Regions from separate parts of the Capra hircus genome. Here region 2 is linked to region 1. Evidence: chromatin contacts called from public Hi-C data. All regions are on one chromosome and are shown on one strand. Each heading gives the region's core, a stretch centred on a gene start, on an enhancer-like site or on the middle of the called end of the contact. The rest is flanking DNA. Distances are from core to core; before and after follow the strand shown.

Evidence for each region. A called contact is a pair of places that touch in the nucleus more often than the background predicts.
Region 2: a contact with region 1 is called in a Hi-C map of blood, with 2.8 times the contacts expected there. The contact joins the promoter of EML4 here to the enhancer-like site in region 1. A contact is called at or near these places in 2 of 5 Hi-C or Micro-C datasets (both in blood).

Annotation. Positions count from the first base shown.
Region 1 is chr11:24,398,896-24,401,912 of ARS1.2, forward strand. No RefSeq gene overlaps it. Among named protein-coding and RNA genes, the nearest start is that of PKDCC, 48 kb to the left of the region's middle. Within about 2 kb of position 1,761, at least 1 of the 5 cell types and tissues checked has an H3K27ac peak or open chromatin away from gene starts, as enhancers often do.
Region 2 is chr11:24,470,147-24,473,194 of ARS1.2, forward strand. It overlaps EML4 (echinoderm microtubule-associated protein-like 4), which reads left to right and starts at 1,365. Exons shown (of 22, transcript XM_018055169.1): 1 at 1,365-1,661. The coding sequence starts at 1,637.

The DNA.
Region 1 (3,017 bases), core at 511-3,010:
GAAAGAAAGCTGATCTAAAGAATCGGGCCTTTATTGTGTAGACCAGCAAATACTTATTGGACTCTTACCAAGGACACGGTGCTGTGCAAGATCTTGAATTTCCATATACGATTGTGTGTCTGTTTCCATGTATGCCTGCCTGTTTGCCAACATGTGTATATTTCGCAGTGTGTATGTACTTCTGTGTGTCTCTGTTTTAATACCAGTAGTCAATTTCTTTGGGTATACTCTTACACAGAACCGTGTCCATGTGTTTATATATGGCCAGCAGGTGGCGCCACAAAATCATAACTAGCAAGGACAATTCCGCCTGTTCCCAGCCGACTACTCCAGCGTCTCAGACTCTATGAGGCCATGGAGAGATCCTCAGGCCCTTGTAGGGGCTGGGGAGTCGTTTATTTCAATCACTAGCATTATTCACCACCGCATCCCCATGCCAAGCACAAACTCTGGCAAACCGAAATCCTCCATAATTGTGTATTGATGACATGCTAACATGCCCTGTGGGAGAAGTGGGAGATGGAGACAGCCAGGGAAGGGAAAGAAGTACAGAAAAGGTGGCCCACCAGTGAAGACCCCGCAGGAAGTGGGCCATCAGTCACACTCACAGAAGTCACAGAGGGATACAGAGGGGGACAAACAGTCAACTTGGCCATTGCTGTCACCCAGAAGACTTCCCCTCCTTATACTGTGGCGTCTGACCCTGATCCTTTTATTTCGTGCTTAGTAAGCACTAGGACTTGTGGGAAATACCACCTCTGATCTCTCAGAGCTTACAATCTAGGAAGAGAAATACAGTTGTTGTTTAATTTATTACATGTATGATCTTGGATTTGGATCCTGAACTAGAAAGGAAAAGGAGACATTGGAGAGTGGAAGAAATGTGAGTGGATTTCAAATTTGTGAACTAGACGCTAGTTATTTTAATTTTTAAAAATAGTAATAATTACAACCAATAAATCCTCTCTGCCTATTGCTAGGAAAGTTCCTTCCTGCCCACAGTGAGAAGTGCTCTATTAGGGACAGGGGCTTCCCTGGTGGTCCACCTGCCAATGCAGGAGAGGAAAGAGATGTGGGTTTGATCTCTGAGTAGAGGAGATCCCATGGGGAAGGAAATGGCAACCCACTCCAGTATTCTTGCCTAGAAAATTCCATGGACAGAGGAGTCTGGTCGGCTACCATCCATGCGGTCGAAAAGAGTCAGACACGGCTGATCGTACATCCACGCACGCATGCGGGAACAGGGGCACAGACCTGGAAGAGGATCCAACTGGGTGTGTTAACAGACCCTCTGGCTCCCTCCTCCCCAGTCCCTTCCCACCCCAGGAGACTGACTGATCAGGAGACTGGCTGCTCTCTCTCCTCTATCTGGGCTATTCCCAGGTCTCATCCTTCTCAGAGCCCACACCTGTGATCTCTCCCAAGAGAGTGCAGGCACCACCCTCTCCCGCCATCAGCCTGTTCCGGAGAGGGAGGCTATGATTGCTTGCAGGAGCTACTGCTCTGGTCATTACACACAAGAACACAGGAAGGGATCATCTTCCATACCCCTTCTGCTCCCATACGGGCAGTGAGGCTCAGGTTTTTGCAGTAAAAACCTTGAACCAACGAAGATCTACGCAGTGGGACCAATTTCAGGTCAGCTGCACATATCAGGGGCCAGGACTATAAGACATTTTAAGGGCCTGGCTGAGCCAGCACGGCCGCGTCTGGCCGCTTCCCCGCGCCTCCGCCGTCCTCCGCATTGCCTCACTCCTTTCTCCGAGCTGCCAGCAGCGCGTGGCTGCGTGTGTCATGCTGCTGCCGGTCAAGGCCTCCGCAGGGCCCTCTGAGGAATCCCACGTTCCTCAGTCTGGCTCTCAGAGCCCTCTGCAAAGTGGACCCACTTCCTGCTCCAGCTGTTTCTCCCACTACTCCTCTGTACCCATTTTTGCCCAACACTCTCAGCGTCCCGGCTATGCTCGCACTTTCCCTCTCCTGCATCTTTGTGGATGCAGCTCCTCCGCCGGAAGGGCCTCCCTCCCCATCTCCACCTGGCAAGTGCCCATCTGCCTTTCAAGAAAGTTGCTCAGTCATGTCTGACTCTTTTCAACCCCATGGACTGGATCTCGCCAGGCTTTTCTGTCGATGGAATTCTCCAGGCTAGAATACTGTAGTGGGTTGCCATGTCCTCCTCCAGGGGATCTTCCTGACCCAGGAACTGAACATGGGTTTCCTGCGTTGCTAGTGGCTCAGAGGGTAAAGCATCTGCCCATAATGCAGGAGACCCGGGTTTGATCCCTGGGTCAGGAAGACCCTCTGGAGAAGGAAATGGCAACCCACTCCAGTATTCTTGCCTGGAGAATCCTATGGATGGCGGAGCCTAGTAGGTTACAGTCCACAGGGTTGCAAAAAGTCAGACACGACTGAACGACTTCACTTTCTTTTCCTGCATTGCAGGCAGATTCTTTACCATCTGACCCTTCAAACATATGTCTTCCTAAGGTCTTTCATACTCCACCCCAACCTGGTTTGGCCTGTTTCTCCTCTCTTGGCAATTATTTTCAGCTTCATTACCTTGATGCTTTATTTTTGGAATGCTAATTCCTTCTGTACAACTCTAAGCTCTTCAAGGGAAAAGCCTGTCTCTTATTCATTCAGTACCTAGCAACTTGTTGGACATACAGTAGGTGCTCAATAAATGCACAAGAGGTAATATGTCTAAGAGTGTTTGCTATACTTCAATGCTATGAGACACAGGCTCACATAACCATGAGCTCTAAGGAACACAGAATGTGGGTGCCCTTTCCAGAAGGAGCTAGAAACAACAGCTACACTGAGCATCCATTAGGTGCCCTCTGGCCCCAACCCCATTCCCATCTGGCTCCCAGCTTCCTCAGTCCTCAAAAACACACTTTAAAAATAACTCCCTGGACTTCCCTGGTGGTCCAGTGGCTAAGACTCTTCTTTCCAAATGAGGTGGGTCTGGGATCAATCCCTAGTCACAGAACTAGATATCACCTGCCACAACTAAGAAT
Region 2 (3,048 bases), core at 115-2,614, 71 kb after region 1:
CTCTTAATCTCTTCTAAGCCAGCTTTTTATTATTGTACAGATCAATTTAGTTCCTGGATACCTTATATTTCTCCTCTGTAACTAGTCCCCTGATCCACACAACGTAGTCCCAAGAGGGACTTGGGAAACCACTGGAAGGTCTTCAGAAGGATGGAGAATACAGGTGTGTGGGAATGAGGATGAAAAAGAAGGTTTAGATGTTTTGCTTACCTGTCCAGTCTTCCATTTACAATGGAATAAAATGAGGCCCAAGTGAGTTTAGTGACTTGATCACTCACCTCTTGAGTCACATGGAATTGGGCCTGGACTCAGGATTACTTCAACCCTTTGTTACACTTCCCTAGTAGGCAATCCTATGATTTGTCCTGTCAGAGGTGGCTTTGCATCCTTGGTGGAAAACAACAGGAGGGGGGAATTAGTTCTAGTTCTGCTTTTACCAGGTTCCGTGACCTTGCGCTGCTGCTGCTGCTGCCAAGTCGCTTCAGTCGTGCCCGACTCTGTGCGACCCCATAGACGGCAGCCCACCAGGCTCCCCCGTCCCTGGGATTCTCCAGGCAAGAACACTGGAGTGGGTTGCCATTTCCTTCTCCAACGCATGCATGCATGCTAAGTCGCTTCAGTCGTGTCTGACTCTGTGCGACCCTATGGACAGCAGCCCACCAGGCTCCTCTGTCCACGGGATTCTCTAGGCAAGAATACTGGCGTGGGTTGCCATTTCCTTCTCCTGACCTTGCACAGGTTATGTCTTTTCTAAGGCTCAGTGTCCTCCCTGAAGCGGAGGCAAGATGAACGCTTGGGTCCTGTCCAGTACTAACATTCCTTGCTTCTGGAACATCCTGGGCCCTGCCCTGCTGTGGGCCTTGGGCTGTGGAGTAATGGCCTTGAGCTAGTCAAGAAGACTCACCCTCATCTCTGTCCCTCACCCTACTGGGACAAAGGAAGAACCCGCGAAGACTGGATTCCTCCCCCGACTTGGTTGCCTCTTTACTGTGCTAAGGCACTCAGGGTGGCCATCTCCTGTCAGAGGAGCTCCAGATTTGAGCTTTGAAGGGTCTCTCTGGACTCCCTAGGTGCTGCGGAGGAAGGAATCCTTGGAAGTTCCTGAGTATCCCAGGCTGGAGGTCTCCCCTTACCCTACTTCCTCGGAACCAGTTTCAAGTCCCAAATCCTGGGCCCTTAGGCAGTCCACCGCGCAAGCGCAGGCACCCGTCCCCCGCGAGGCGGGCGGAATCCGAGGCTAAGGCAAGGTGAGAGGGAAGGGTCCGCGAGACCCCGCCTCCGGGTCGTCACGTGGGAGGCGGGGTCGGAAGCGTGACAGCGTGCGCGGGGGCGGGGCTACCACTGCGCGCGGGCGCGCGGGCGCGGGGGCGGGACGCGGCGCGGCGCTCACGGCTGCTGTCTGGGACGGAGGCAGGGCAGGCGGCGGAGCGGCGCGGCTCTCAACCTGACGGGGAAGTGGTCCCGGCGGCCGCGGCTGACTGCCCTGGGGCGCACGGGCCGACGGACTACGGAGGCGGGAGCCGAGCCGCGCGTCCGAGAGAGCGAGCGGGTCAGGCTCAGCGTCGACCACCCTAGTCGGTCCGCTGAATGAAGTGCCCGCCCCGCTGAGCCCGGAGCGCGGTGCTTTCCCCGCAAGATGGACGGTTTCGCCGGCAGCCTCGGTGAGTGCGGCTGGGAGTCCTTCCTCTCCTGCGCAGGGTGGGAACCTTGTTCCCTGCACACGCAGCCCGGGCCTGCTCTCCACCCTGCCCCTCGGGATGGCAGCAGTTCCACTGCACATGTTTCCCTCGAGCCTGCCGCCCCTCTCCGGGCTCCGGTGAACTCGGAACCCCTCCCCCAAGCCAGCCCTCCTCAGCAAGACCCTCCTTTCCTCCCAGCGTCCCCGTCGGTGCGGGGCGCTTCTTCCCCGAAGTGGGAACCTCTTCTTTCATAGAGGCCGCCCTAAAGCTGTTGCGCCCCCGCGCCATACACTCACGGCTCCCCCCACCTTCAAGATTAGGACACCTCTTTCTCAAACCTGAATCTCTTCTGGGTACAACACTCCTCCCCCGTCTTACATACCGAGCTCTCTTTCAGGGTGGGGACATCCCTTACCCACGCACAGGCTCCCTTTTAGGGAAGGGACCCCCATTCCCTCTCTCCTCCTCAAGCCTTCACTTTAAATTTGGAGTCGTCTTTTAAGTATCTCTCGGGGTAACTGACAACTTCCCCTCACTCCCTCCACTTCGCTGAACGTTTCGTAGTGGTGGAGAGATCCAGTAGCGCTGAAGCATCATTTGCCTAATACAGGAAAGGAAGAGGTGCTTCTGTGTTGGGGGACCCTCTTTAAGAGGGGAGTGAACGCAGAAGTCTGCGTGCTGACTCTGCAAGCATGCTGGGGAGAAGTAATCCTGCCCCATGAATCCATAGGAAAGGGGGCCTCTGTCAGGGAAAGAAAGGATTCTCCATTTTTGGAATATGTTGTCTTTGTGGAATGGAGAAAGGGAAGTAGACTGAAGTATTGTTGCAGTGTTCCCTTTCACCCGAATAAAGGTAGTAAATTTTGTAACTGGTTAAGAGAATCAGAACTCGTGGCTGGTACTCAGAGCCATATAATCTGTGTCTGGAATTACTATTCTTTGAGGCTCTTGGAATTTGGTTACTGTAAAGATTGAGCTCAACTGTTATGATGGTGAGAGAAACAGTTTCTGCTTTGGCTGATAAGGCAGTTATGTGATACCTGCTCCTGGATTGGTATATTGAGTATTTGACGCTTTTCTTTTCGTTTCTTGATAATAAATTCCTAGTTGGTTAGTGTTCATGGATCAACGCATGGGCCGGCCATAGGCCATAGTTTATTCATACATGTTGAGATCAACTTTTTTTTAATATAAAAAAGTATATTTAAGAACAGTGGACCTACTATGGGTATTAAATAGTAAAAACCGTAATTTTGGCTACGACTTTATTTGGGAAAAACACATACTTTCTTTGGGAAACACACACTAGAGGGTGGAAATCCTAAAATAGGAGGCCACTGAGTGTTACTCTTTCCTCCCCAAAGGCACC